2 separate regions of the Mus musculus genome follow, and region 1 is linked to region 2. A link is a contact called in public Hi-C data. All regions are on one chromosome and are shown on one strand. The core of a region is the stretch at or near the end of the contact, and the rest is flanking DNA. Distances in the headings are between cores, read along the strand shown. Region 1 has its middle 21 kb from the start of Gm46248. Region 2 overlaps Gm39719 (a long non-coding RNA gene).

Region 1 (2,950 bases), core at 364-2,863, 430 kb before region 2:
TTACATCCCTGTTTCTGATAGTAACGTTAATTATAGTGACTGGTTCTCCCCAAAGAGAGGGGAGAGTTGTGAAGGAAGGAGGACTAACTGGGAAGAAGGGGATCTGCAGAGTGAGGGAAGACCAGAGAGGGTAGTCATGGGGTCACACAATCAAAACACATGAACATGCAATAATAAAAGTCTGGTGTATAATTAACATGTGAAAATTGAAACCTTTAAGACAGAAAATAATAAGACATAGAGGGATCCAGAGGCTCCGGAGTGATGATCCTAAACTTGCCAGACATCAGACACTGGACAGACTCATCCATCTTCGGCTATTTGTAGCAGTGGACCCCAAAGGTCACGCCAGCATCCCACAAAGAAATCGTCTTTCCACTCCCTTTGCTGAGAACTTGCTCCACAGCCATGTCCTGAGTGATGTGCCTGAGAACCAATCCCCAAAGCATAGGGAAAGTAGTTACGGTTCGGCCTCCCAGGCTCCATACGGAGTGGCACCCTCCTGCTGCATGACTTTCTTACGGCTGCAGTGACAAATGGAGTGGCTCAAGAGCTGAAGGGTCCCAGTCAACCTCACTAGATTACATCCAGAGCTCCCCTGCATGCAGGAGTTCATGCACTTGCCACCCTCTGTGTTTAGACACTGACTGCATACTGTGGTTTATGGACTGCCTCTGCCTCGCATCGCTTCACTTCCTGGCCTCCTTTTTACCCTACAAAGTACCACAGTGCAGCTTTGGGAAATTAGGGTGTGGTCATCTTCAGGAAGCTGTTACTCAGCCTACCACAGTCCCCAAGCCTCAGCCAGCAGGGACAAACACAAAACGAAGGGTTCTTAGAGGCAGATTCCTGTGTGCATGTTAAAAGTAGAGGTAGACAGATTATAGGTAGATAATAGAGGATAGAAAGAGTGTAAGAGATAACAGATAGATAAATGGTAGATAAATGATAGAGACAGTGAGTGAGAGATGATAGATAAATGATAGATAATAGGTAGATTGTGATAGACTATAGACAGATATAATAGATGATAGATAATGATAGATTATTGATAGGCTATAATTGATTGATAGAGAGATGGTAGATGAATGATAGATAGATAGATAGATAGACAGATAATTAGGTAGATGAGTAGATTGTGATGATAGATGATAGATACATAGATAATGATAGATGATAGAAATATGAATAATAGATTGTAGATAGATGATGATACAAATAGATTATAGATATATAATAGTAAGATTATAGACAGACACATAGATAGATGATAAATTGATTATAGATACATACACATACATACATAGATCGGCTATGATGGACAATTGGTAAATGCATGAATAACAGAGACAGATATTACATACATATTGTGAAGGAGTTGGTATCAGCCAGAGGGCTTTGAAATCTGAATATTGATAAATACACCAGTGCACTTTGCTAATTTTAATTGCTTATGCTGGAAAGGCCTTTTAGGTAGAGATTTCTTTTCTGTACTGCTGACTTAATTTTTTTCTTGAAATAACATTACTATATTTTGCCACACGGTGGAGCCAACGAAACATCAAAGAGGCCTTTGCAGCCGCCATTTTGTCCTTTCTGACTGGTTGTGACATCATCCACCACCGACTGGTCCCTGCACGGTTTGGGTATTTAGAGGATTCATGTTTGCTCAGGCAATCTCAGGGAACTTTGCAGTTGTCTGTACTCAAAGAAACCGTCTGAGCTCCACACAAGAGTAAAGACAGAAGTTCTCTCCTGACAGCTGTCAGTGTGACTGGGATGAGAGCGCTGGGTGCCATTGTGAGGGAATAGGAGGTGGGTGTTGGCGTGGGGAGTGGGGGGTGGGGAAGATGCAGGGTGTCATTGTCATCAAGAAACCCAAGTCCTTCCCAGGTCTGCAGGAGAGGGAGTCAGCTGGGCTGGGGGTGTAGGAGATTGCTTCTGGCCAGAGCTTTGCTCCCAGGGGTGCATCTCCATGCCCTTGGCTCTCCTGTGACAGGGTCTATATTGATCCCTCTCCAACCACACCTATCACACAGGCTCCTTCCCTTTGATACACTGTCACAGGTCACCACATCATACACTCTTTGGCCTCTGTGTACCTGCAAGGTTCGCCTCTGGCCTCCACCAGCACCTACACAAAGATTCTTTGTGTGACCAAACTTTGGTCCGGCTCCTGAACCTCCTGAGTACTTCTGAGTACTTTTTTTTTTAAAAAGATATTTTCTTCATTTACAACTCAAATGCTATCCCAAAAGTCCCTTATACCTCCCCCCAACCCTGCTCTCCAACCCACCCATTCCTGCTTTCTGGCCCAGGTATTCCCCTGTATTGGGGCATATAATTTTTGTAAGACCAAGGGCCTCTCCTCCCAATGATGGCCGATTAGGCCATCTTCTGCTTCATATGCAGCTAGAGACATGAGCTCAGGGGATACTGGTTAGTTCATATTGTTGTTCCTCCTATAGGGTTATAGACCCCTTCAGCTCCTTGGGTACTTTCTCTAGCTCCTCCATTGGGAGCCATGTGTTCCATTCAATAGATGACTGTGAGCATCCACTTCTATATTTGTCAGGCACTGGCATAGCCTCACTAGAGTCAGCTACATCAGGGTCCTGTCGGCAAAACTTGCTGGCATATGCAATAGTGTCTGCGTTTGGTGGTTGATTATGTAACGGATCCCTGAATAGGGCAGTCTCTGCATGGTCCTTCTGCAAGAGCAAAACCCCAACTGTAACAACAAAAATAACAGGAAGCAATAATTACTTTTCTTTAATATCTCTTAATATCAATGGACTCAATTCCCCAATAAAAAGACAGACAAACAGACTGGCTACGTAAACAGGACCCAACATTTTGCTGCATACAGGAAACACATGTCAGAGACAAAGACAGACACTACCTCAGAGTAAAAGGCTGGAAAACAATTTTTCAAGCAAATGGTCCAAAG
Region 2 (2,857 bases), core at 265-2,764:
TCATCTAGCATGGCTACATCATCTAGCAGGGCTACATCTCTGGCACTGGGATTTTTTTTGTTCATGTTGCTTTGTTTTTCGTTTCCAGTGCTGCAGCTTGGACCTGTGGCCCCCTTGCCAAGCAAATGCTCTATCACTGAGCACCAACCCTAGCTCAGCGCTGGAATTTTTCTCTTCTAACTTCCTTCCTAACTTAGCTACCCCTGCATTTTTTTTTTTCAGCAGATAGTTACCGATCATGTACCCTGTACCAGATGCCATGCTTAGGGTCAAAGAAGGATCAAAACAAAAGCATCCTTGCCTCCGAGGGACTTGCTGAAGCCTGAAGAGCAGGTGCTTGCACGGAAGCATAAGTGGAGGGAAGTACAGTGACAAGGGGCCTAGGTCCAGCCGCCACGCCTGCAGAGCTCGATTCCTCTGCTGCATACAGGTGACAGTCCCTTGGACCAAGCTCCCAAGCACCAAGCACCTCAGTCTCCTCACGAAGAGTAGCAATAATGCTGATACCTACCTTGGTGTGTTATGAGGAACACAGTAGTTAAGGGATTCAAAATGCTTAGAACCAAGTCCATGAACAATGAGACTGGACATACTTGAGACGTTTGAGACGCTGCGGCATAACAGGACAAACTGGGGAAAGGACTGAAGAGGAAGAGACCCCATACTCATCCCAGGACTCTGGGATTCTGAAGATAGCCAGGAAGCTGTATTTGAGTCTCGGGTCGGCTGCAATGTATTTACTTGGGTTTTGAATACTCATGACCCTGCTTTGCTCCTCTGTAGAGATGGTGGAGTTTCCCCACCCCAGCCTCCCTGGGAGAAAGGGGAGAAAATGAGTGTTTACATCTCCTTTGTACCCGACACAGTTTTACTGTGAGAACTGAAAGAAAGAACGTGAGATGTATTTGAAAAATTAAAAATTTGTAAACTATAAATCATAGCCTTGCCAGGTATTCATGATTACATCTCGACTTCTCCATCTCTTGGGTGCGTCGTGCCGACGACTGAGAGATGAACGGAGAAAGCACTTTGGTCTGACGGGTAATCGCTGCTGGGACTGCGAAGGCAGCTCCTTGCAATGGTCCCTGCCTCCCTGTTTCTTCCTCTAGTAAAGCCTAGAGGCCTCTTTACAAGGAAAAACCAAAAGCAGAAAAAGTACAGTGAGATGTGCTGAGCTCCCGGAAGGCAGATAATGCTCTCAGAAATGAGGAACATGGGCATTTCTGAGAAAGAACCATGTCCCATCTGTACAGCAGGCTATTAGCCCTCTGCAAGGCTAACCCAGAACACAGCCTGAGCGTCTAGCCGAACTGAGCAAGGAGGGGAAAATCACCTTGACGTTTGTGCCCTTGCATGAGCCCTTTCCTAAAGACTCTGACAAGGGGTGAGGAGCTTGGGGTGAAAGGCTTGCAACAGACATGAAAGCCAGCAAGCAGAAGGAGGAGTCTACCCAGGGCAAGCAGAGGCACTGGGGTCTGTTCCAGAGACTGATGACTATGAGAGAGAGCCTGACACCACTTCCAGGAGATCTGCCAGGAAGTTGTGAAATGTAGCTTCCGGAGCCCTACCACAGAGCCAGGGAGGGTATGGGGGCAGCGAAGCTCTTGACGGTCCCGATGCTCTACATCTCTCTACGGAAGAGTCTGCTGGTTCTTCGGTTGTTTCTCCAGCTCCTCCAAACCTTCCTCCAGTCCCCTCAGTGGTTGTAAAACACCCCTGAGCTTCCGGATCTGCATGTTGCCTAAGTCCTGGCCTGAGCCTGAGCCTGAGCCTGAGCCACTGTAAGCTTGCTCAGTGTTCTCAGTTTATTTTACCAGGCTTTTGTGAGGATCCAACATCAAAGGAACTCTTTGCAACTTGTAAGATGCCTTTAATGGGAGAAATTGCTCCAGGCACAAAAAGGGAAAGCCCAGAGGACAGGAGTTGCCAAGCAGAGCCCTATAGACTTGGCGGGGACACAAAAAAGGAACTTTTCCATGGGTCTTCTTGGGGACCTTATGTCATTCAAGAATCCCAGACTCACAACATGTGTGAAAAGGAGTTTGCAAAGATCACAGAACTAACGGGTCTTCCTCTCTGGCCAGCATTTGCTCAATCAAGCCACCAGTTCAGATACCATGGTGGGTCCCCAGTATAGGGACCTTGTTTGTAGCAGGGTTTGTGTTTAAAACATGGCAGGGTCTTTACTCCTTATCTAGCAGGAGTGAGTAATCTGTTTGGGATATTTAATAAAAAGCAGACATTACCTCACTGGTGTCTTATCCAGGGCTGCTCCAGTCTTCCCATTAATTCCAGTGATTTGGGGTCTTTTGCCATGTTAAGCAGTATCAGGAGACACCCGAAACGCTTTGCTCTGGGTAAAGGGAGTCACAGAACACACATAGACAAACACACAGACACACAGAAACATTCACACACATGCACGTATCTGTGCGCATGGGGGAAGGAGTGTTTGTTTTCTTAATTTTAAGGACAAGACAGAAGAATTAAGACCTTAGCGTATCCCCCAAGTCATCTCGAATCTAATCAGCCCTAACCTGGTTTCTCTGTTCTCTCCTCCCCGAGGAATAAGCGGAGCTTCCTTTGTGAGCCCCCACTAACCCCAGGGAAGTGCTGGTGGAGTGAGTTGCTGGGGTTACCGGCTACAGACAGACTTCTCTAGAAGGATGGCTGTTCTCCAAGGAAGGTGTCGGAGAGATAGGCCTGGAGCAGAAGTCACTTGCTTTGTAAGCAGCGGCCTGAGCTACAGAATAAAGTAGGTCCCATGTCTCTCCCAGATATGGAAAAGGGTGCACTGATTTCTGAAGAGGGGCCGACTCCCTGAACAGCAGTGAGATCATACTTGGGCCACCTCATA

The links. Hi-C and Micro-C count contacts between places; a contact is called where the count stands out from the background.
Region 1: a Hi-C map of Th2 cells shows a contact between it and region 2, with 5 times the contacts expected there. The contact joins two enhancer-like sites. A contact is called at or near these places in 1 of 39 promoter capture datasets (the C10 cell line), 3 of 484 Hi-C or Micro-C datasets (the N1E-115 cell line, Th2 cells and nephron progenitors) and 1 of 9 other capture datasets (embryonic stem cells).

The regions. Positions count from the first base shown.
Region 1 is chr1:182,538,179-182,541,128 of GRCm38.p6, reverse strand. No RefSeq gene overlaps it. Among named protein-coding and RNA genes, the nearest start is that of Gm46248, 21 kb to the left of the region's middle. Within about 2 kb of position 1,613, at least 186 of the 459 cell types and tissues checked have an H3K27ac peak or open chromatin away from gene starts, as enhancers often do. A contact at or near this core is called in Th2 cells, where this site is marked.
Region 2 is chr1:182,107,283-182,110,139 of GRCm38.p6, reverse strand. The region is part of intron 3 of Gm39719 (a long non-coding RNA gene); the gene reads right to left. It overlaps Gm33725 (a long non-coding RNA gene), which reads left to right. Exons shown (of 3, transcript XR_373761.4): 3 at 226-935. Among named protein-coding and RNA genes, the nearest start is that of Gm39719, 12 kb to the right of the region's middle. Within about 2 kb of position 1,514, at least 102 of the 459 cell types and tissues checked have an H3K27ac peak or open chromatin away from gene starts, as enhancers often do. A contact at or near this core is called in Th2 cells, where this site is marked.